Linked DNA regions of Mus musculus: regions 1, 2, 4, 5 and 6 are each linked to region 3. The links are chromatin contacts, called in public HiChIP or PLAC-seq, Micro-C and promoter capture Hi-C maps. All regions are on one chromosome and are shown on one strand. Each heading gives the region's core, a stretch centred on a gene start, on an enhancer-like site or on the middle of the called end of the contact. The rest is flanking DNA. Distances are from core to core; before and after follow the strand shown.

Evidence for each region. Promoter capture Hi-C pulls out the DNA fragments that hold promoters and counts their contacts. Hi-C and Micro-C count contacts between places; a contact is called where the count stands out from the background. HiChIP or PLAC-seq counts read pairs in DNA pulled down with a chosen protein or histone mark.
Region 1: a FOXA1 HiChIP or PLAC-seq map of pancreatic cancer cells shows a contact between it and region 3. The contact joins the promoter of Selenoi here to the promoter of Dpysl5 in region 3. A contact is called at or near these places in 8 of 39 promoter capture datasets (the 3T3-L1 cell line, 3T3-L1-derived adipocytes, the C10 cell line and 4 more), 3 of 484 Hi-C or Micro-C datasets (cortical neurons and embryonic stem cells), 4 of 115 datasets of contacts at active chromatin or transcription factors (embryonic midbrain, forebrain, pancreatic cancer cells and 1 more) and 3 of 9 other capture datasets (embryonic stem cells, liver and pancreatic islet).
Region 2: a contact with region 3 is called in a Micro-C map of embryonic stem cells, with 2.7 times the contacts expected there. The contact joins the promoter of Ucn here to the promoter of Dpysl5 in region 3. A contact is called at or near these places in 3 of 39 promoter capture datasets (the SN4741 cell line, embryonic stem cells and second pharyngeal arch cranial neural crest), 8 of 484 Hi-C or Micro-C datasets (the G1E-ER4 cell line, cerebral cortex, embryonic stem cells and 2 more), 3 of 115 datasets of contacts at active chromatin or transcription factors (T-cell acute lymphoblastic leukemia and embryonic stem cells) and 2 of 9 other capture datasets (adipose tissue and pancreatic islet).
Region 4: an HNF4G HiChIP or PLAC-seq map of pancreatic cancer cells shows a contact between it and region 3. The contact joins the promoter of Drc1 here to the promoter of Dpysl5 in region 3. A contact is called at or near these places in 1 of 39 promoter capture datasets (stem cell-derived epiblast-like cells) and 1 of 115 datasets of contacts at active chromatin or transcription factors (pancreatic cancer cells).
Region 5: a contact with region 3 is called in an H3K4me3 HiChIP or PLAC-seq map of bone marrow-derived macrophages, with 2.3 times the contacts expected there. The contact joins the promoter of Eif2b4 here to the promoter of Dpysl5 in region 3. A contact is called at or near these places in 4 of 39 promoter capture datasets (cranial neural crest, hippocampal neurons, pre-B cells and 1 more) and 3 of 115 datasets of contacts at active chromatin or transcription factors (bone marrow-derived macrophages, embryonic stem cells and pancreatic cancer cells).
Region 6: a contact with region 3 is called in a promoter capture Hi-C map of embryonic stem cells. The contact joins the promoter of Slc30a3 here to the promoter of Dpysl5 in region 3. A contact is called at or near these places in 2 of 39 promoter capture datasets (cranial neural crest and embryonic stem cells) and 2 of 9 other capture datasets (liver and pancreatic islet).

The regions. Positions count from the first base shown.
Region 1 is chr5:30,231,280-30,234,515 of GRCm38.p6, reverse strand. Selenoi (selenoprotein I) reads right to left here and starts at 1,935. Exons shown (of 10, transcript NM_027652.3): 1 at 1,701-1,935. The coding sequence starts at 1,757.
Region 2 is chr5:31,137,035-31,140,212 of GRCm38.p6, reverse strand. It overlaps Ucn (urocortin), which reads left to right and starts at 1,318. Exons shown (of 2, transcript NM_021290.2): 1 at 1,318-1,416; 2 at 1,680-2,224. The coding sequence starts at 1,693. The coding sequence ends at 2,061. It overlaps Trim54 (tripartite motif-containing 54), which reads right to left. Exons shown (of 9, transcript NM_021447.2): 8 at 3,000-3,092; 9 at 2,587-2,736. The coding sequence ends at 2,720. Gm15469 (a long non-coding RNA gene) reads left to right here and starts at 2,776. Exons shown (of 2, transcript XR_003955738.1): 1 at 2,776-3,178.
Region 3 is chr5:30,709,877-30,712,933 of GRCm38.p6, reverse strand. Dpysl5 (dihydropyrimidinase-like 5) reads right to left here and starts at 1,370. Exons shown (of 13, transcript NM_001356948.1): 1 at 932-1,370.
Region 4 is chr5:30,279,672-30,282,664 of GRCm38.p6, reverse strand. It overlaps Drc1 (dynein regulatory complex subunit 1), which reads right to left and starts at 1,272. Exons shown (of 17, transcript NM_001033460.4): 1 at 1,059-1,272. The coding sequence starts at 1,213.
Region 5 is chr5:31,191,317-31,194,403 of GRCm38.p6, reverse strand. Eif2b4 (eukaryotic translation initiation factor 2B, subunit 4 delta) reads left to right here and starts at 1,265. Exons shown (of 13, transcript NM_010122.2): 1 at 1,265-1,411; 2 at 1,779-1,822; 3 at 2,116-2,251; 4 at 2,657-2,863; 5 at 2,957-3,039. The coding sequence starts at 1,381. It overlaps Snx17 (sorting nexin 17), which reads right to left and starts at 1,100. Exons shown (of 15, transcript NM_153680.2): 1 at 939-1,100; 2 at 461-535. The coding sequence starts at 1,001.
Region 6 is chr5:31,092,177-31,095,346 of GRCm38.p6, reverse strand. Slc30a3 (solute carrier family 30 (zinc transporter), member 3) reads left to right here and starts at 1,820. Exons shown (of 8, transcript NM_011773.3): 1 at 1,820-2,084. The coding sequence starts at 1,990.

The sequences.
Region 1 (3,236 bases), core at 686-3,185, 480 kb after region 3:
TGCCAACAAAACTGACCACACAGATTTTTCTTTCCCTTTGGATGCCTCTGTTTCATTCTTTTAAAATGAATGTGGTATGGCATCCAGCAGAGAGCCTTCTACTAGAATTTAAGGTTATACATTTGTGATTGATTTTGGATCCCGCCTCCAAAAAAAGCCTCACTGTAACTAGAATAACATCAACATTTTAGTGACTGCTGGGACGATTGCAAAACTGACCTTTGTTTTCCAGAACGATAGGAAACCGGTTGTCAAACACAGGAGCTGAGTCAGATAAGGAAGGGACAGCCACAGAAAACCACACCGAGATGTCCGATAAAATAAGACTTTTATCTAGCTGGGACTATAAACCTAGAGAAGACGGTGAGGAAAACTAGGCTCACTGAATAAAGCTGCCACTTTATAAAAACTTGCTCTAAAAGTCAAGACTCATTTTCGAAGAAAATATTTTGGCTGCCAATCTTTGCAGTGCAGCACAGATAACCAAGAGGGTGATGCAAACACACACAGGAGGTATCTGGGTTAACAGCCTTCTGACCCAAGCCACTAAGAAAGCTCTGCAATTTCTTCCTTCCCAGTTACAGTTTTAAGGTAAGTCACCACCTTAATTCAGAATAGTATGGTCCAACACTGCTTCAAAGAAGAATATCCTAGGGCCTTCTAAAGCCCCTGGGTTTTTTTTTTTCTATTTCAGTTAAACAAAATGAAGATTTTTCCCCCCAAAATATTAATTCATTGCACAAATGTTTCCTGGATGACTACTACCCACAGGACTAGCCTCATCATTTGGACATTCTATTCGGCACACACTAATTTCATAAAGGAACAGATTGCCCTCAAGAAAGGCTTACCAAAGATGAAACACCAAACCTCATTATTTCACATTAAGACACCTGGATGGCCAGTAGTTCCCTGGGGGGACTACTAAATCTGTATTTTGCAACCCCAGAATGCTGGAACCACCAGCATTTCTTGGGGGTTCATGCCGTGCCAGACTCTTTTCAACCCTTTCCAATATACTAAGCACAAGAGAAACTCACACTTAGGCTAAAGAGCCTAAAAGAGAGGCTGAGTAGGGTTTCAACGACTCGTCCAAAGCCAAAAGAAGAAACTTGACTTTGGCATCGCGTTTCTATGTACTCCAAAGCCCGCGCGCTCTTTGCACTATACAGTTTCTTCTAGTGCACAACGTCTTAACCTGCAGTGCCAGCGCTACGAGCCTCAGTGAAAGCCCTTTTCCAGGGGTAGGGTGGAGTGCATCTGCATTAAGGCCTGAAAAAGTCACTTCCCTCCCTTAGCATCCGCTAAAAGACCATCCAGATCTCTGAAGTTGTAAGCACTGAGAGGCATGTGAGAAGCTCATTCAAACGACGACCAAAAGAAGGGAACAACACCCTCTCTGGGAAAGGCTGAAAACCCGCCGCAGTGACAATTAATAAGGAAAAGGAGAGAAAGGAATTTCTTCACCCCACTCTCTAAGGAAAAGGCAGTCTCCCGCGGGGTGCCAAGACCGGGCGGCCGGCCTAGGATGCTCCCAAGCTTCCCGACCGCGACCTCCCGCCCCCAGAATCCCCTTCAACAACGCCCGCCGGCGCGCCACGCGGCAGGCGCAAGGTGACACGGACCGCGCCGGCCCCTCGCCGGCCAGGGCGCGGCCCGGGCGCGGGGGAGATGGGCGACCGCCTGCTCGCCTTCTCTACCTTGTACTTGTCAAAGCCCGACAGCTGCTCTGGGCTCACGTATTCGTAGCCAGCCATGACGACCCGAAAACTGAACGCCCACTCCGCAGCGGCAGCGACACTGCGCGACAGGGCAATGAAACAGGAGCAGCACACGGCGTTGTGCAGAGCTAGGAAAGCCTGGGCTGGTAAAGAAGGTAGAGGCGCGCTCCGCCCACCGCGCACGCGTAGCGCACCCAGTGCGCAAGCGCAGCCCCGCGGCTCCCGCGGGTAGGGACACCGCCCCTTACACGGCCCGCCCCCAGCACCGCCTCAATCCAATCGGCACGGGATGGCCATCGCCAAGTCCCGCCCCTCCTACCGTCTTCGTCGCTTCATTTGCCAGAGTCAAAATAGGTGAACTGAAGTAAGAGGAGGAGTGAAAGGTCAACTTCCCAGCAGCCTTTGCTCTTGTCTCTGCTATAGGAACCCCGAGTGATTGTGTGGGATGCTCGCATAATCTTGTGGCCCGGGTGAGTGTGTACGGGGGCGTTCGAGGGGAAGGGCGGAGGCAGGTGTGTGCCACAGCGGGCTGTGAGCGCCTGGAGCTTCGGGATCCTGAAATGATGATGTCGGGCGAACGGGAAACATCGAGTAATCCAAAGGGACTTGAAAATCAGTCCCTTCTGATCCATGATGCTTGTGAACCTTGGACTGCCTCGTCAAATTCCACTGGTTCAGCCGGTGCGAATTCCAATTGCTTAAGTCTCCTCGATTCCCCCATAAAACCATTGATCTCTCAATCTCGACGGGGCCCTGTGTTTACAAGGAGTGATTTTACAACTAGGGCCCAGTGCATTGTAGAAAGAACACGTCACCAGTGGTTAATATGTGTCTAATAATAGGAAATGTTTAATAATTGCTACTTTTTATTGCGTGCCTTACGTGCAGAGAATTTTGCATACATCATCGCCAACCCATTAACTTTGAGATGAGAGGCATTTGCCCCATTTCCCTTAGCACACAGTCCGGAGTTGTGTATTCTCCAGTACCAGCAAGAAATTCAAATTACAATGCCTATCCAGAAGCACTTATTTGGTTGGAAATGGTTAGCCCAATTAGAAATATAGCCCTATTAGAAACAGATTATCAGTGAGTCTAATAGTTCCCTTGTTCCCTGGAATGAGGGCAATTAATTTGAAATCTCCACTTAAGTTCCTTGGAGTCATTCACTTAACAAATTGCTGTCAGGACCTAAGATATGCTAAGCACAGTTTCCGGCTTTTTTGAGACAGGATCCCATACCAGCTCCTAGCTAGCCTGGAACTCACTATTCAGCCCAGACTAACCTCAGATTCATGACAATATTATCAATATCAAGTGTGAGCCACCACACCCACCTCTAAAATGTACAGTTCTTAATGAGATGATGCATATAAAGTGTCCATTAAACCAACATAAAATCTTTGCTATGTAGTTTTTCTAGTCAATATAAATATGACAAAAAGAATCTTGTCATCAATTTTTTTTTAATATGAGCCTTGCACCATTCCATCTGAAATACAAACCATACTTAAA
Region 2 (3,178 bases), core at 69-2,568, 430 kb before region 3:
TTGTAGAATAATATGACCTTGCCAACTTTACACCTATGTCCCAATAGCTAGCACACGTCCCCACTCTGTATAGATACAACTTCCTGTCTAGAGTTGAGACTTGAACTCAGCATTGTGGATGCTAGTCACGTGCTCTAACAACTAAGCAACATCCCTAGACTAGAGTGGCTATCACGCTTAACTTTTCTAGGTCCTAGTGCCTTTCGAGACCCTGTCAGGGACTTTATAGGCACAGAAATAGATACATTATTATCTGGGATCTGCAGTGGCTATGAATAAGACCCTTCAGAAGAGCACAGACCTGTCTGTAACTGGAAAGAAGCAGAGGCTGTTCATTTACAAAGACAGACGCCAATGGTTTCAGAAGTGAGGGACCTGACTACACAAGCTGGTGGCAGAGGAGGAACTTGGGCCAAAGTTTTCTCACTTCTACCTAGTGATTTCTTCGTTTTCGTGTGTGTGTTTGTGTGTGTGTGTGTGTGTGTGTGTGTGTGTGTGTGTGTGTGTGTGTGTGTTCAAAACTGGGTTTCTTTGTGTAGTCTTGGAACCAGCTCAGTAGACCAGTCTGGCCTCAAACTCAGAGATCTGCCTGCCTCTGTCTCCTGGGTGCTATGATTAAAGGAGTGCACCAGCACCACCCCAGCTCCTGACCTAGAAGGTAAAAAGGTATAATAGTACTGTTTCTGTGTTTCCTAGGAAAAAGCTGACTTTGCCAAACTCAGGAGGTACGTTAAGTTCTGAAAGCCAAACACCCTTTTATGCCATTCTGACACCTGTAGATTTTAGTTTGTACTGCTGTACAATGGTCAGTAGAATGGGTCAGACCCACTGTATTGGAGAGCCTTTGGGTGGGACTGTGTTGTCTGAGCCCCTGCCAGCAGAGCATTTCTGATCTCAATTTGAGGACCCAGTAGCCGGCCTAGGGACCGTGTCTAAGCAGCCCAGGCTTCTCCCCAGAACTTCTGTCCAGATTGTGGCTGTGAAGAAGTTCGGAACCACGGACAGCTCCACAGTCCTCCCTCTCTACTTGAGAAGAGAAACAACCCCTGACTATTCCTGCTCTGGAGACATTGGTGGTTCTGTGTCGGGGAAGGACTCTGCATCCGGAAGATCTATCTTTATGGCTCTGCCAGCTTCTCCCTCTACAGCCAGGGTGCTTCCAAAGATAGCTCCAGGGACACAAAGTCAGGATACGCACCCCTCTGGGGGCTCGAAGCTGCTGGACTCAAAGCTGCCGGTGTCATTGTTTCTACAATCAGTTCATGTTCTTCGCTGACGTCAGTCGGAGCTGTCCTGGTGCTATATAAGGCTGGCGGCGGTCCCGGGACAGACCCCGTGCTCCCCAAGGCGTCTTCAGCCCGTCCCCGGGGACAGAGTGGAGCTCCATCTTGCACTGGGCAGACACTCCGATAACCTGTGAGTGGCTTGAAGCAACGATCCAGACTCCCTTACCACCAAGACTCTGCACTCAGCCCACCCACTGTGACCTGCCGGGAGGGAAGGAGGGAGAGAGGGGTGGAACTGGACTGGCACAGCGCCTAGGGCTGGTGGGCAGGATGTGGACACCAGGCAACAGCTGGAGGGTCTCGGCAGGGGCACTGGGCGTGCGCGCCAAGGGGCTCGTGTTACCTGCGGCTGCTCCAAGTGCACCTCACCCTATGCTGCCCCTGTGTGTCCAGGGCAGGCGGCACCATGATACAGAGGGGACGCGCTACGCTCCTGGTGGCGTTGCTGCTCTTGGCACAGCTTCGCCCGGAGAGCAGCCAGTGGAGCCCAGCGGCTGCGGCGGCAACTGGGGTCCAGGATCCGAATCTGCGATGGAGCCCTGGAGTGCGGAATCAGGGCGGCGGCGTCCGCGCGCTCCTCTTGCTGTTAGCGGAGCGCTTCCCGCGCCGCGCAGGATCTGAGCCTGCGGGCGAGCGGCAGCGACGGGACGACCCTCCACTGTCCATCGACCTCACCTTCCACCTGCTGCGGACCCTGCTGGAGCTAGCTCGGACACAGAGCCAGCGCGAGCGCGCAGAGCAGAACCGCATCATATTCGATTCGGTGGGCAAGTGATCGGCCCCGTATGGGGTCACGAAAGCCTTGACCCTTTCCCTTACCTACCCCGGGGCTGGAACGCGCACAACCGGAGCTGTCTCAGTCCCGCGGTGCAGCGCCGCCCAGAGTCACCCTGAATACTCTGAGTGGTTATTTTTTAATAAAACTGCCCAAGAGCTTAGCCTCTATCTTCTGTCATAGTGGTGAGAGGGCACCGGCAACTACAGTTAGGGTAAGAACTTTTGGGAAAGTGGAGCTCTCCAGGCCGGTAGGAGAGACAAGCATGCTAAATGAGATGGGAGAGGAAGCCTATTAAATTCCTGGGAGCCCTTCCCCCAACCCGCCAGATCCCGGAACTCGGAGGTCTGATACCCTTTCAGGGTCTCCGGCTTAGGAGGCAACCTCTAGTGTAAAGGGAATGGCCACGAGGGACTATTTCGCCTCCGCCCCTTCAGATGGTCTGGGGTTGAGAAAGGGTAGAGCGATGGCGAGGTTGCTTCTATAGCTGAGCCTAGGAGTGGACAGCAAAAGGAGCCGAGGACGTGGGACACTTGAGTCCTTTATTGAGAACCTTCCCGGGGGCGGGAAGCCGAGCTTGGTGGCGCGGTGGTCTCTGCGCAGATCCTCAGCATCCCTTGGCTCCCGCTTCGGGTGTGCGCTCTGGATCAGAGTCGGGTCAGTGCAGGCCTGAGCCTGGGGGGGGGGGGGGAATTAACCGCCCGGTGAGCGGGTGCTCCAAACGAACAAGGCACTCCCGACAGCTCGCTCTCCCAGGCAGCGGGGGTTCTATTACACGGTACCTTGCAGGCTCCCCCAAAGCCGTGGGGAAACGTGCACTTTTCAGAGCGCTAGGCGGTGCGCTTTGAGGCTCCTGGTGTCTGCCTTGAAGGCAATCACCCAAGGGACCGTGAGTTTGGTAACTACTCCTCACCCCCAAACCTTCGTCCAACTCTCACCTTCTGGCACGTCCAGCCGCTCCTCCTCCAGCCCCGCATTGCCCTCCTCCCCATCCAAAGCCATGTCGTCATCCTCTTCATCCCCAGCGGCGCCTAGGTGGAAGGCAGGTCTAGTGAGGTGGAGCCCCTGCTCTTCTGGCCGTAGCACCCACCTCGTACCCCTTCAGCAGGTCTAAACA
Region 3 (3,057 bases), core at 121-2,620:
TCGCCTTCCCATGCCTGTCTACTCTCCCCAAACCCGGGAGGTCTCCACCCTCCCTTCATCTCCCCGCCCCTCTTCATTCTTCAGAGCAGCCTCGCCTCGCGCCACCTGCGCGAAGCTTCAGACCCGCCTCCCACCCAATTGTCAGCCCTTCCCAAACCACAGCCTCCTCCTCCAGATTCGATCACCTGTCCCCACCCATCTCCCCCTTTCTGCTCAAATCCAGGCCTCCACGCCCGTTTGTTCCAGCCATCTCCCCAGGCCCGGGGCATCGATATCCCTCACCCACCAAGATAGATGCTGCGTGGCAGACTAGGCGACATGGCTCCAGCGGAGGGACCTAGCGCCGCGCCGCCAGGGGCTGGGCAGATGCAAGAGGCCTTTGTGGTTTCGGCAGGTGCCTCTAGGGCCTCTGCTCTGCTCAGGGAACAGAGGATACAAACGATGGGGTTAGGACCACGTTAGGCAGATATCAGACCAGAGGCGCAGTTGGTGGGAACTAGGGACCGCGGCGATCCAGGGACGTACAAGAGGACAGGTCCGGCCACCACAGAAACACTCCCCTACACCCCACCTTTTAGCCATTTACTGCACGTCGACCAGCTACGGCTGCGCGACTACTGGGTGCTAGGCGTGAATCCCTTCAACTTAGCTGCCTCCTTATTCTAGCTATTTGTAAATCTTTCCAGCACACATTAATGCCTTAGGCGTCGCAAGTCACCAAGCCGAGTTCTGTGGGACTACAAAGACCCAGACTTGCGCCCCACCTTAGTCCGGATCTGCCTGAATCCTCAACATCTCTTTCATCGGCTGGAGGAGCCTAGGCGCAACCCAATTCCCTCCCTTTTGTGAGCCTCAGGGAGAAACTGAAAGAGGGGTGGATGTTGCAGCCCGGAAAGATCAAGCCCACCACCCTCCCCTTGCCATCACCCACTGCTCCAGGATGATGCGATTGTGCGGGTCCGTCGGTCGGTCTCTGGGTCTCGCCGCGGCGCGGTAGCTGCGGTTGCACGGGGCGGGAGCGGCTGCTAGCGCGCTCTCTCGGTGGCTGCCTTGCGCGCCTGGAGCGGAGTCCCGAGTGGCGAGCGGGGGTGGGGACGAGGGTGGGGGCGGGGAGCCGCCTGGGCCAATCACGGATCCGAGGGCTCCGCCCCAAGTGCTCGCCACCTCGAGCTAGCAGGTTAGGCGGAGGCGGGACCAGTAGCGCCCCGCGTCCTCCGCGTTGCCGCCGCCTTTGGGACTACAAATCCCGACAGTCCCTTTTGCAGGCCCCGGGTCCGAGAAGGGACAGAGGGCATGGCCCCAGGACCTCGACAACCCCCAGCCATCTAAGCGCCATTCTCAGCGTTCCTTTCTGGTCCCATGGTAACTAGCGACACTTCACAAAGCCCAGGCGCTGGGGCGGTATGGCTCGAGTCCCCTGGGAGGGTATAGGGCGTCTCCGGAGGACACATCGCCTCCCCTCCTCCTGCAAGACCCCACCCGAGGGGCTGAAACAATGCGGTGGCGGGGTCTCTCCGAGGCTGCGGGTTCCCAGTTGCGCCATCGGATTAGCGTCCTACCGAGTCTGAGACTGATGGGATTGCAGACTGTAGAGGGCGAGGTGGTCAGTACAGGAACACTGTTCTCATAGACCAAGGGAACGGCCACTCTGGGCGCCTCACTTCGCACCTTCTTTCTCTTGAGGTATTGAAGCCACCGTCTTTTCCAGAGCAGCGCTTGGACGTCGATGTCCAGCGCCCAGGTCCTATCCTATTTTTGACATCTCCTTTAAAAGAAAGTGTGTGTGTGTGTGTGTGTGTGTGTGTGTGTGTGTGTGTTTTAAACTCATTTCACATCAGCACCACCATCTTTATTTCCGGGTTGCTGTTGTTTTGACGGTTTTATTAGGTAGCCCCCTGCTAGCCTAGAATTTGAATTGAACCTCCTGCCTCTGCCTTCCGAATAGTGGGATTACAGATGTTCACCGCCACACCTTGTCCAGTTTCACCATTTTAGTACACAGTTGACTTAACCACAAACGATCCTGTAAATGGAGCGAGACAGTTCTTTTTCCTTAACTAATTTATGGCTCAGGCCTTTCCCTGAGCTCCGTGTTAGTCTGTCATTATTGTGACAGCTTAAATATAGCTTCAGAACTTGAATCTCTTCACTTGATGTCACCCCAATGGTGTTGCAAACCCGTGTGGAAATGCAGCATTAATACTGCCCCCGCCCCTGGATTCCTGGGGATCTACAACTGCTGTTGAAGAAGTTGGTTCTTTCCAGGGCTTCCCTCAGTTCCGGGGGTGGAGACGGGGGTGTGAGTCCCTTGGCTGCTTTCCTGAAGTGCTTTTCTCTAAGGCTATTTTCAAAGAAAATCGTACTTTATAACTTCGGGTGGAGGGAGCAGGATCCTCTGAATTTTAACAAAATGTACAGCCTGCACGTTAAGCTCCAGTCCTCCAAATGTGGGTCCCACTGGGTCATGTGCTCTGTGATCCACTCCTGGATGCGTTTAGGGCCACACAGGCGTGCCCCTAGGGGGTGCGGGGTTACTACATTTGGTCTCCAATTCTTTTTTTTTTTTTTTTTTTTTTTTTTTTTTTTTTTTTTTTTTGGCTTTTCGAGACAGGGTTTCTCTGTGTAGCTCTGGAACTCACTCTGTAGTCCAGGCTGGCCTCGAACTCAGAAATCCGCCTGCCTCTGCCTCCTAAGGGCTGAGATTAAAGGCGTGTGCCACCACCGCTTGGCTGGTCTCCAATTCCACTCTAAGAGTGGATTTTTTTTTTTTTTTTTTCTGGTAGTAAGCTTGTGCAAAGAACCTCCAGACAAGCTTAGATGGCCATCCTCAAAACACTCCTAATACCAGTGAAGGGTGTGTGTGTGTGTAAATTGCTCCAGTTGAAGGCCCTGTCTAGTCTCCCCAAACTGTCCAGGGAAATTTTTGCAAAATGCATTGCGCCCCTCTGGAACACCCAGCTAGCTCCGAGCAACGAGGGCCTCTGATGAACTTTTGCCTAAGGTGGAGGGAGCCCTCTAGTGGCCAGAATCGTTTTCTGCAGTTTTCAGTTGCGTTCC
Region 4 (2,993 bases), core at 23-2,522, 430 kb after region 3:
TGTCAGGGAAGGGGATACCCAGACAGTGTTAGGACAATTAAAAACAGATCTGAGTTACCATGACAACAAGAGATGCTAACCATGATCACAGCCTTGCCCAACTAGGATGGAGGCACACAGACCTCCATCTTGTACTTCTGCTGGGTCTGTAGACCACCAAAAGTAAAAGTGGAATGAACGACTTAGAAGTTGAACAACTGTCACATGAAGTCTGGTGACTAGTGGATGTCCCTTAAACTTTACCTAAGCTAATAAAGACACCAAAGCCTAGGGAACATGGTGGGAATGCAAGTGTGGTGGCTCCTATCACATCCCCTCTTAATTCACAGGTCTGGCACTTGCAGTACCTGGATGGATTCTAGACAATGATCATCAATGTCCGCAAGCACAAGCAAGCAGCCACCCCGCCTTTGCTACAGTAGATCCGTCGACATGGCCTTGGGCCCAGGGAGTGTGGCCACTAAGTGAAATGAAAGCTTTTACTCTTATTTTATTTTTATTTTGAGGTGTCAAGGCCTTCCTACGTAGACTAGGCTAGCCTTGATCTCAAAGAGATTTGCCTGCCTCTGCCACTCCAGTACTGAGATTAAAGGCATAAGCCACTAACCTGGCTTTATTTTATTTTATTTTTTAATTTTAAAATGGATCAAGATGCTCATATCTGTGTGGAACACACAATCACATATGCTCACTGGCTGTGATAAGGTATTCTCAGTAGAATGGGGATAACCGACTCTTTCACAGATCGCGGTCCATTACATCTCGTCAACAAACTCTAGCCTCTGGAATAAATCTGACCTAGAACTTTTTTATTTTTATTTTCAAATATTGGGACAGGGTCTCATTATGTAGCCCTAGCTGTCCCAAAACTCACTGCTTGAATGTTCTAGAAGAAAAGTTTTTCTGTTTACACCCAGGGCGCGCGCGCGCACACACACACACACACACACACACACACACACACACACACCTTACCATGGAGCTCCCACCCAGCCCGGCCCCAGCTCCCTGCAGGGCACTCTGGGCTCCCCATCGCACCACCCGGCCACCCAGCTCACCGCCTTCGGGCTTCCTGACGAGCAGCGATGCGCAGGCGCCGGGCCTGGATCCGCTCCTGCGGGTTATCCGAATGCACCGAGGGTCCGAGAATCGGGGTGGCTAAGTGTTCTTCCCCATTCTGCTCTAGGACCCCAATGGTTCCTGAGGGATTCATGGCGGCGTCTCCCACCCACTGGCAGCTCCGCCTGGACCAGCAGCCGGGTTGCTAGGAACAAGCCGTTGCCAAGGGAAAGCAGTCACCTGACCCATCTCTGGCTAGCTGTCGCGCGGCGCTCCAGCCCAGCTTCTCTGTCAGGCACTACGAGTTGTATATTTGTATCCCAAATGTGGACTTGATTCCCCTTGCCTGAAGTTGGTTTGGAGGGGCTGACTTGACCCCACGAAGGCAGATGGAACAAACCGCACCGCATCTCTTTCTGACTCAAAAGCCCAATTCATCATCCACCTTACCAAATGAATATTCCTAAAAGGCACTTTGCTCCAAAATAACTGAGTACCTGCAACATGAAAAGCATTGTATTATATAGCTAGAGACAGTGGCGTCCTTTCCTTAAGCTGAGTGGGAGACCACCTCAGCCCATTGCAGTTTTGGAAGTGTGAACTCAAGTACACTCATCATCTGTAGCCATGACCGAAAAAGAGGTGGGTTCAGGAGAATGGTTGGGGGGGGGGGGGCGGGGAAGAACCCAGGACACCACCGCTCTCTCAAAGCAGCAGTCTGCGGGGGCGGGGGGGGGGACATCATGCCTTAGGCACCGTGTGTCCCCTTGTCAACAAAATAATGTCCTGGGGCCAGAGAGAAGGCTCAGCAGTCAATGTTTATGGCCAAGGAGAGTGACCAACTGAGTTCAATCCTTTAGGCCCACACTATGGAAAAAGTACCAGTACTGATAAATTGTCCTTTGACCTTCACATGCCACAGTGGCATATGGGCACACAAAATCATAGGTGTAAAAAGTGGTTTTTTTTTTGTTGTTGTTTTTTAATGTTCTCTTTAAGAATTAAAACTATGCCTGTGGGCTTGTGGTACGGCTCAATGGTAAAGGGTTTACCTACACCAGTTGGTTCGTTGGAGCACCTTGGACAGGACACACAAAACAAAACAAAAACACCACTCCTGTAATCCCAGAACTCAGGATTGTGTTCCAGGTCATCCTGGAACACAATGAGACTCCATTTCTAAACTAAATTAAAATAAGAAATGTAAAGCCCTATACCAAAATAATAATAATAATAATACCCACCCTTATAATAATAATACACACAGACATGCAGACATAGTGGTTCACAATCAGCCCTCTGGGAGGCTGAGATAGGAAGACTGTAAAGTTCTAGGCCAAGCAGGGCTACATTTCAAGACACTATCCCTAATGCAAACCACTCGACAGTTTTATTTTTGTAGCATTGGAGACTGAACTTAGGGACTCAGACATGCTAGACATTCCTTGATGATGAAGGGGTTTTATGGCTTAGGGAAGTTGCAATGCAAGAATGAGTTTGCTGCTGGGGGTGGTGGCACACGCCTTTAATCCCAGCACTCAGGAGGCAGAGGCAGGCGGATTTCTGAGTTCGAGGCCAGCCTGGCCTACAAAGTGAGTTCCAGGACAGCCAAGGCTACAGAGAAACCCTGTCTCGAAAAAAAAAAAAAAAAAAAAAGAATGAGTTTGCTGTGTAAAACCTAATCCTCTATAATAGGAAAGCCCAGAAGACACACCCTTCATAAATCCTATAAGATGCAAACTGGTGAGAGGGCCACCAGCACATCTGAAGGGCTTTGTGGTCTCTGCTTATGCCAGACCTTAGGGTTGCAGATGCTGCTGCTCAACTGAATGGATGAAAGGCAATGGGATTAACTGGGCACTGAGGTAGCAGGGGCCAGTGGCAGCACTGAATCACCAGAAGCAAGATGACTGCAGTTATATGGGCAGCCTAGA
Region 5 (3,087 bases), core at 16-2,515, 480 kb before region 3:
CTCAGGACTGACATCTAGTAGAAACAGGGCTCTCTAGAGATTCACTATCTATACAGAGCTCACTATCTGGTGAGGGGGGAAACATTTGGACATCTTATACACTGATGGGACCAAGAACACACAAGGAAAGCAGCGAATGGTTTGTATTAATCCGGGGAATGAATTCCCAAGTTATAGTTTAGGTGCCAGAAGGAATGTGCTTTGACTAACAGGGTTCAGTTTTTCCATGCAGGGGCAAAGGATGAAAAAGGAGACAGCTCAGAGAAGGAAGGATGTGTGAGTATAGGGAAGTACAGGAACTGTGAGAGACAAGCCGCTCAGAGAGTTTCCGGAAATGTCACGCTAACAAAGTCCACCTTCCACTGTAGCAGTGATTATAGGGTGATGTAATGAAAGGGGATTAATGTCCGTGGGTATGGAAGGGCTTGAAGCTGCATCTAGACAGGGTTGTTAGTCCCACCTGCTCGTGCAGCCCCAGAAGCTGGCTGTAGCGCACCCGACAGTGCAGGACTCCATTCACGTGAATGTTATAGGCCTGAGGACACAAAAGCAGGCAAACATCTCAGGATCGACGTGCAAACCACCTCTTGCCCCAGAAACCTGTCCGGAAGTTGCCTGACATATCCGTCTGCGCAACGCTCCGAGACTTCCCGGGATTTAGCCTGTTTTTCCCCCAGGGCCGGGTTTCAAGCAGAAGGCCCAGTCCCGAGGACACTCGGGCGCTTGTGCGGCAGTATCCCTCCCGGAGATGACAATAGTGCCCACCGCCAGAGCAGTCGCGGCCTGGCCGGGGAAAGAAGAACCTATTGGAGCTTGGGGTGGCTTAAGTACGAAACTGAGACATGAGATGGCTTCCAGTGAGGTTCGAAGGCTGGAGGCCGCTCCGAGAGCTCCGGCCCGTTATCCCCGCCCTGGCCCAGCTTCTAGCACCTCCTCACCACGTAGGCGGAGCCGCCGCTGTCCCCACTGCGGGACTCCGTTTCAGGAATGGAAAAGTGCATGTTCCCTAAGGCAGAGCTCCGTACTACCAGGTTCGCAGCGCCTCTGCTCGCTTGCCTCTGCCACTCAGCGCGTCTCCGCAGCCCAGCTCGCCATTTTGGTGGGCCTGAACTCCGAGGTGGGAAGGCTGTAGGATGACGGCTCTGCGAGCAGCAACCTCGGCATGCTGGGAGCTGTAGTCGAGCGCCGGAGACGCTCCTAATTGGGAACCCAACATCCTTTGGTCCTCACCGCGACCCGTAGTCCTGGGCGGGACCCAGTGCACGCCGGAAGTTGTAGTCCGCTGGGGACTGACTCCGCGGGAGGCATCAGGGGAGCCAGCAGCCCAGGTGGCGCTGTAGTGTGAGTGACCTCGGCGGGAGGAGCCTAGGACCCACAGTCATGGCTGCGGTGGCGGTGGCTGTTCGCGAAGGTGAGTGAAGGGCTAGATGCACCAAGTGGTAGAAGAGCAGATGAACACTGGATCGCTGATGCGGGGTCCGGAGCGCCTTTGGGCCTTGCCGCCGGGTTTCTGCACGTCGCGGGACTCTGGTTTACAAGATCTAGGGCGCAGCAGGGTGCTGCTTGCCGGCTGTTCCCAGAAGGGTGACTGACCCTTTTCCTCCCACGCCTGTCCTTTGATCCTGCCGCGCAGTGCGTCCCCACGCGGATCCCAGAGCGCCTCGCGCCCGGCAGCCGAGCTGTGGTCATGCCAACCCAGCAGCCAGCTGCGCCGACGAGTCTCCCCAAGTCCTCCCGGAGCCTGTCTGGCTCACTCTGTGCCCTGTTTTCTGATGCAGAATCGAGATCCGAGATGAAGACTGAACTTTCTCCTCGGCCCGGGGTAAGTGAGGGAGAGACCTCCTAAGTCGCCTGTCAAGAGCTACACAGAAAGCTGTGTCACCTTCATTTGGCCCCATCTCCCATCCTTTTCAGTTCATCTCTTAGTAGAACTGGGAGATTTTACAGAGCTTAACGGTGTGTGACTATGACTGAAGAAGTTTCTCTCCTTACTTACGTAGACTTGTAACAGAAGTCAGAGAGTGTTAGGAACTTAACCTTGGGGGAATCTAGTAAGCATCTTGATAAACCTTTGGAATGGCCTGGGGTAGAGCAGTTCCCGTGTCTGTGTCTCAGGCAGCAGGGCGGGAGTTGACCCAAGAAGAGAAGCTTCAGCTTCGAAAAGAAAAGAAACAGCAGAAGAAGAAACGGAAGGAGGAAAAGGGGGCAGACCAAGAAATTGGCTCTGCTGTGTCTGCAGCTCAACGGCAAGGTGCGGGGACGCTTTAAACGGCCGGGGGTAGGATGCTGGATGAGGGATTTGCAAAGGGAGATAGAACAAAGTTGGTTTGAGCAAGTACAAAAGCGGTTACTTGGAAGGCAGAGCCTGATGGTGCTGGCTGGTGGTGGCTTACAGCACACCTTTAACCCCAGCACTAAGGCCAAAGCAAAGGCAGGTGGATCTCTGATGAATTCCAGCCTCAGTCAAAAAAGGAAAAAAAAAAAAACTTAGATAAGGTAAAAGGGAAACTAAGGCCAAAGCAAAGACAGGTGGATCTCTGATGAATTCCAGCCTCAGTCAAGAAAGGGAAAAAAAATAGATAAAAGGGAAACTTTGGTTGGGGCAAAGAGATCACCGTCCTAGAGCCCAGGCACCTCTTCCCTCTGTATTTCATAGACCCAATCAGAGAACTCCCAGGACCTGGTAGTCAGCTGGGAGGTACTGCTGGGGAGAAACTTCCAGCTGGCCGGAGTAAGGCAGAACTTCGCGCCGAAAGGAGAGCCAAGCAGGAGGCAGAGCGGGCCCTGAAACAGGCAAGAAAAGGGGAACAAGGAGGCGTCCCTCCTCAGGCCTGCCCCAGCACTGCTGGAGAAACCACCTCAGGTATCTCTCTCCTCTTCATTCTCACACTCCACTTACCCAAACGCTCCCGTTTCGAGATGTATAGAGTCTTGAAAGCATCTCCCTAACTTTTAGGAGTGAAGCGTGTCCCCGAGCACACCCCAGCTGATGACCCCACACTTCTGAGGAGGCTCCTTAGAAAGCCAGATCGACAACAGGTAGGAAGTGGGTTTGGTACCTGGAGAATTGCCCTGGGCAAAGAAAAG
Region 6 (3,170 bases), core at 571-3,070, 380 kb before region 3:
GGAATCAGGGGAACTCCAGGGCAAGCAGCGAATTTAGAAAACCGACGGCGGTCGGCATGATAAGCTCGCTGGCTTAGCTGGACAGGGACATAATTTCCACCTTGGCTCTGACGTGGGCCAACAAGGTGACCTTGCCTGGTGGCTCTCCTCAGTTTGTCCTCCTGAGACGCAAGCTGAGGCCCTCAAGACCACTGGGGAGGTTAGAAAGAGAGCGCCCCCATTGGTCCAGACACCATCGCACAGGGAAGGCAGACAGTGGCCCCAGGCGCGCGTGGGCGTAGGCCGGCGCCTAGGACGTGCAGGCTGGATTTTCTGCTCTGCTTCTCCGCTCAATACCATCCCTTTGCGCACGCCGCCCCGCAAATCTGGCGCGAACCTAGTCGCACTCTCCCCGGCCGGAACAGCCTGCCCGTTTTAAGCCTCACCTCCTCCGCGAAGCTCTCCCGCCTTAACCCCATCATTTCCAGACACTGTGTGTGGCGCGCTCGCGGTGTCTTTGACTTTCTCATTTGTGTTTTGTTTGGTTTGCCTTTTGGAAATGCACACACAATCTCCTTGTTTGGAACGACCATGCTGAGGGCAGGTATTCAATCCCAGGGCCTTAAATTCAGAAAGCTCGGTGTGTTCCAAAGGATGCGGTTGGTGGTTTTTTTGCCTGGACTCACTACCCCCACCCCCCAAAGCGCTCTTTCCGTCCTTGCTCTCTCCCCTCCTCCCACGGCCCCTCCTCTTCACAGACTGTCACAGCTGAAAGTGTACAATCCAATTCTCCTCCCCTTTCATCCTACAGTGGCGGCAGGTGCGAGGAGTAGAGAGCACTGAGCATTTAAAGTTTCGACTTCAGCCTTGGCCACCGACGGCTTGTAAGTGAGTCCTTTCTCTGGGCCGTTGTCTTTCCCCAAACGAGCACCGCGTTACAGTTAAGTAGGTAAGGAAGGAGTTACCTGCTGACAAATCGAACAAGCAGCGTCCCTCGATAAACAGTGATCGTGGACCCTCGAGAGGTGACAGAGCACCTCCCGCCGCCCAAACCTCCTTATGAGAAGGTTAGGTAACCCAGGCGCTTCAACTGCTAGCCCGGCGCTAATCGGACCCAGGTGGGGGAAAGGATGGGACATTTGCTCCAGGTCACGTGGCATTGTATGCTTCTGGGACTTAGCTTACTCGTCTGGAAAGTAAGGATAATATATGGGTTGAAGGACATCAGGAAGGTTTTTGTTACCCAAAGTCCCTGAAACACGCACACACACACACACACACACACACACACACACACACACACACACACACGCACGCACGCACACACATGATAATTAGCGGTACAGTGCTTGGCAGCAGATTTTGCTCATGCATTCCTATTCCAGAGCCTCCGCAGTGGGATTGCTGGCTGGAGTCCTTAGAGTTGTTTGGGAATGTATCACTGCTCACCCCAGATTCTCTCTGTTTTTCTCCAGATCGATTTGGCACCTGTTTCTACCTCCGCGTGGGGGCCAGAGCCACAGAATGATTGGGCGGTGGGGCAACGTCACTAAACCAGCATGCATAGGGCAGTGTACCTTCAAAAAGTTTGATGTCAGAGGGGTTCCTAGGTGTGAAGAGCCAGTCTGGGAACTGGTGGGGGGGGACTTGGGGAGAGGGCGCTGTGCCGGTTCACCACCACTATAACCTCCACCCCACCCCATCTCACAATTTGGCGCGGGGGAAATGGACTTTGGATTTGGGGGCGGGTCCTGGAGGCGGGTCTTAGGCGTGGGAGATAGAGACTGGGGAGCCTGGAGGCGGGGTTTGGGGAGCTCGCCCCGCTTGGGGCGGGGCTCCCGGGGCCGCGGGCTCTGCAGTTCGGACTCCGAGCGCCACAGTCGCCGCAGTTCCCTCCACACTGGTGGCCCAGCGGGGAGTCCGAGTGGTCCTTGGACCGCTCGGATTTGGCGCAAGGCCTGCCCCGCCTCTCCCCCTCTGTGCGGCCTAGACGGTCTGGGCAGCGGGGACATGGAGCCTTCTCTGGCCACCGGAGGCTCGGAGACCACCCGCCTAGTGAGTGCCCGAGACCGCAGCAGCGCTGGCGGCGGCCTGCGATTGAAGAGGTAGGACAGACCTGGGCTGGCCCTCAGCCCGGGGGGCGCCAGACTGATGCCATCGGTCCATTTCGTTGTCTCCCTTGGCGCGGGTCCGGCCCGCCTCCCCAGCTCCCCGCGGCCCCCCAACTTCGCGACGCAGATCTGCCGGCCGCAGACAGCCCCACTCCCCGCCTCTGCCGCGATACCCCATGTTCTCCTGGCCGGGCAAAGCAAGTCCCCTGCCGCGGCACCCTCAGCCTCCTAACCCCTGCGCCGCCTCCGCCGCTCCGTCGGACCGAGCGGGCCAGGTGCGGCGATGTCCGCATTGCTCCGTGCGCCTCGCCTCCGGGCATTGGAATCCCAGCTTTAGGCCCCGGACCCTTCTCTCCGCACCCCGGTTTCAGGGCGCCCCATCCAGCAGCGGCCAGTTGTGGGCCCCGGCCCTGGGGATCCGCCCGGGCTCAGCGGGCAGCCGCAAGGAGCGAGGGGGCGGCGAGGAAGGAGCAGGTGCGGGATGGGCGGCGGGGGGTATTCCCGGCTCCGCACAGACGGGGCCGGGGGCGGCGAGGTGTGAGATGAGGCGCGGAGCGGCCGGGACAGCGGGCCGGGGGCGGCAGCAGAACCTCCCCCGCACCCCGCGGGCCTCCCGCCGCTCGCCGCCCGCCGCTCGTCGCTGGCTCCGTCTGCCCTGCCATCTCCGGGTGGCCACCGCGACAGGCCCTCCCTGGCCACCTCCTCTGGCCATTTTGTCTTGAAGGAGACTGTCTGTTTGTCTCTGAGATTTGACAGGGTCTCAGGCTTTTTTTCCCCTCCCTTCTGTTCTTCCATTCTTTCTATTCTCCCTCCCCAGTCTTCTCCTTTTGTCTCTGATGTGGTCTTCTGTGTCACCGATTATTTCCTTGGGAGGGGGCCTTAAACCTGAGTGGGTGGGGAATGGGGGAGCAGAGAAGGGCTGCAGGCGACTATAGTTGTGGGCAGCTTGTGGGGCTCCAGCTGTGTCCCAGGCATCTATTCCCATAGCCTTTGACTTGGCATCAACCTCTCTTACTCGCCCAAGGGATACCCCAGGCCTCACTGTTTCCCCCACGCTAGATATCGTTTTCTTGTTTGTCG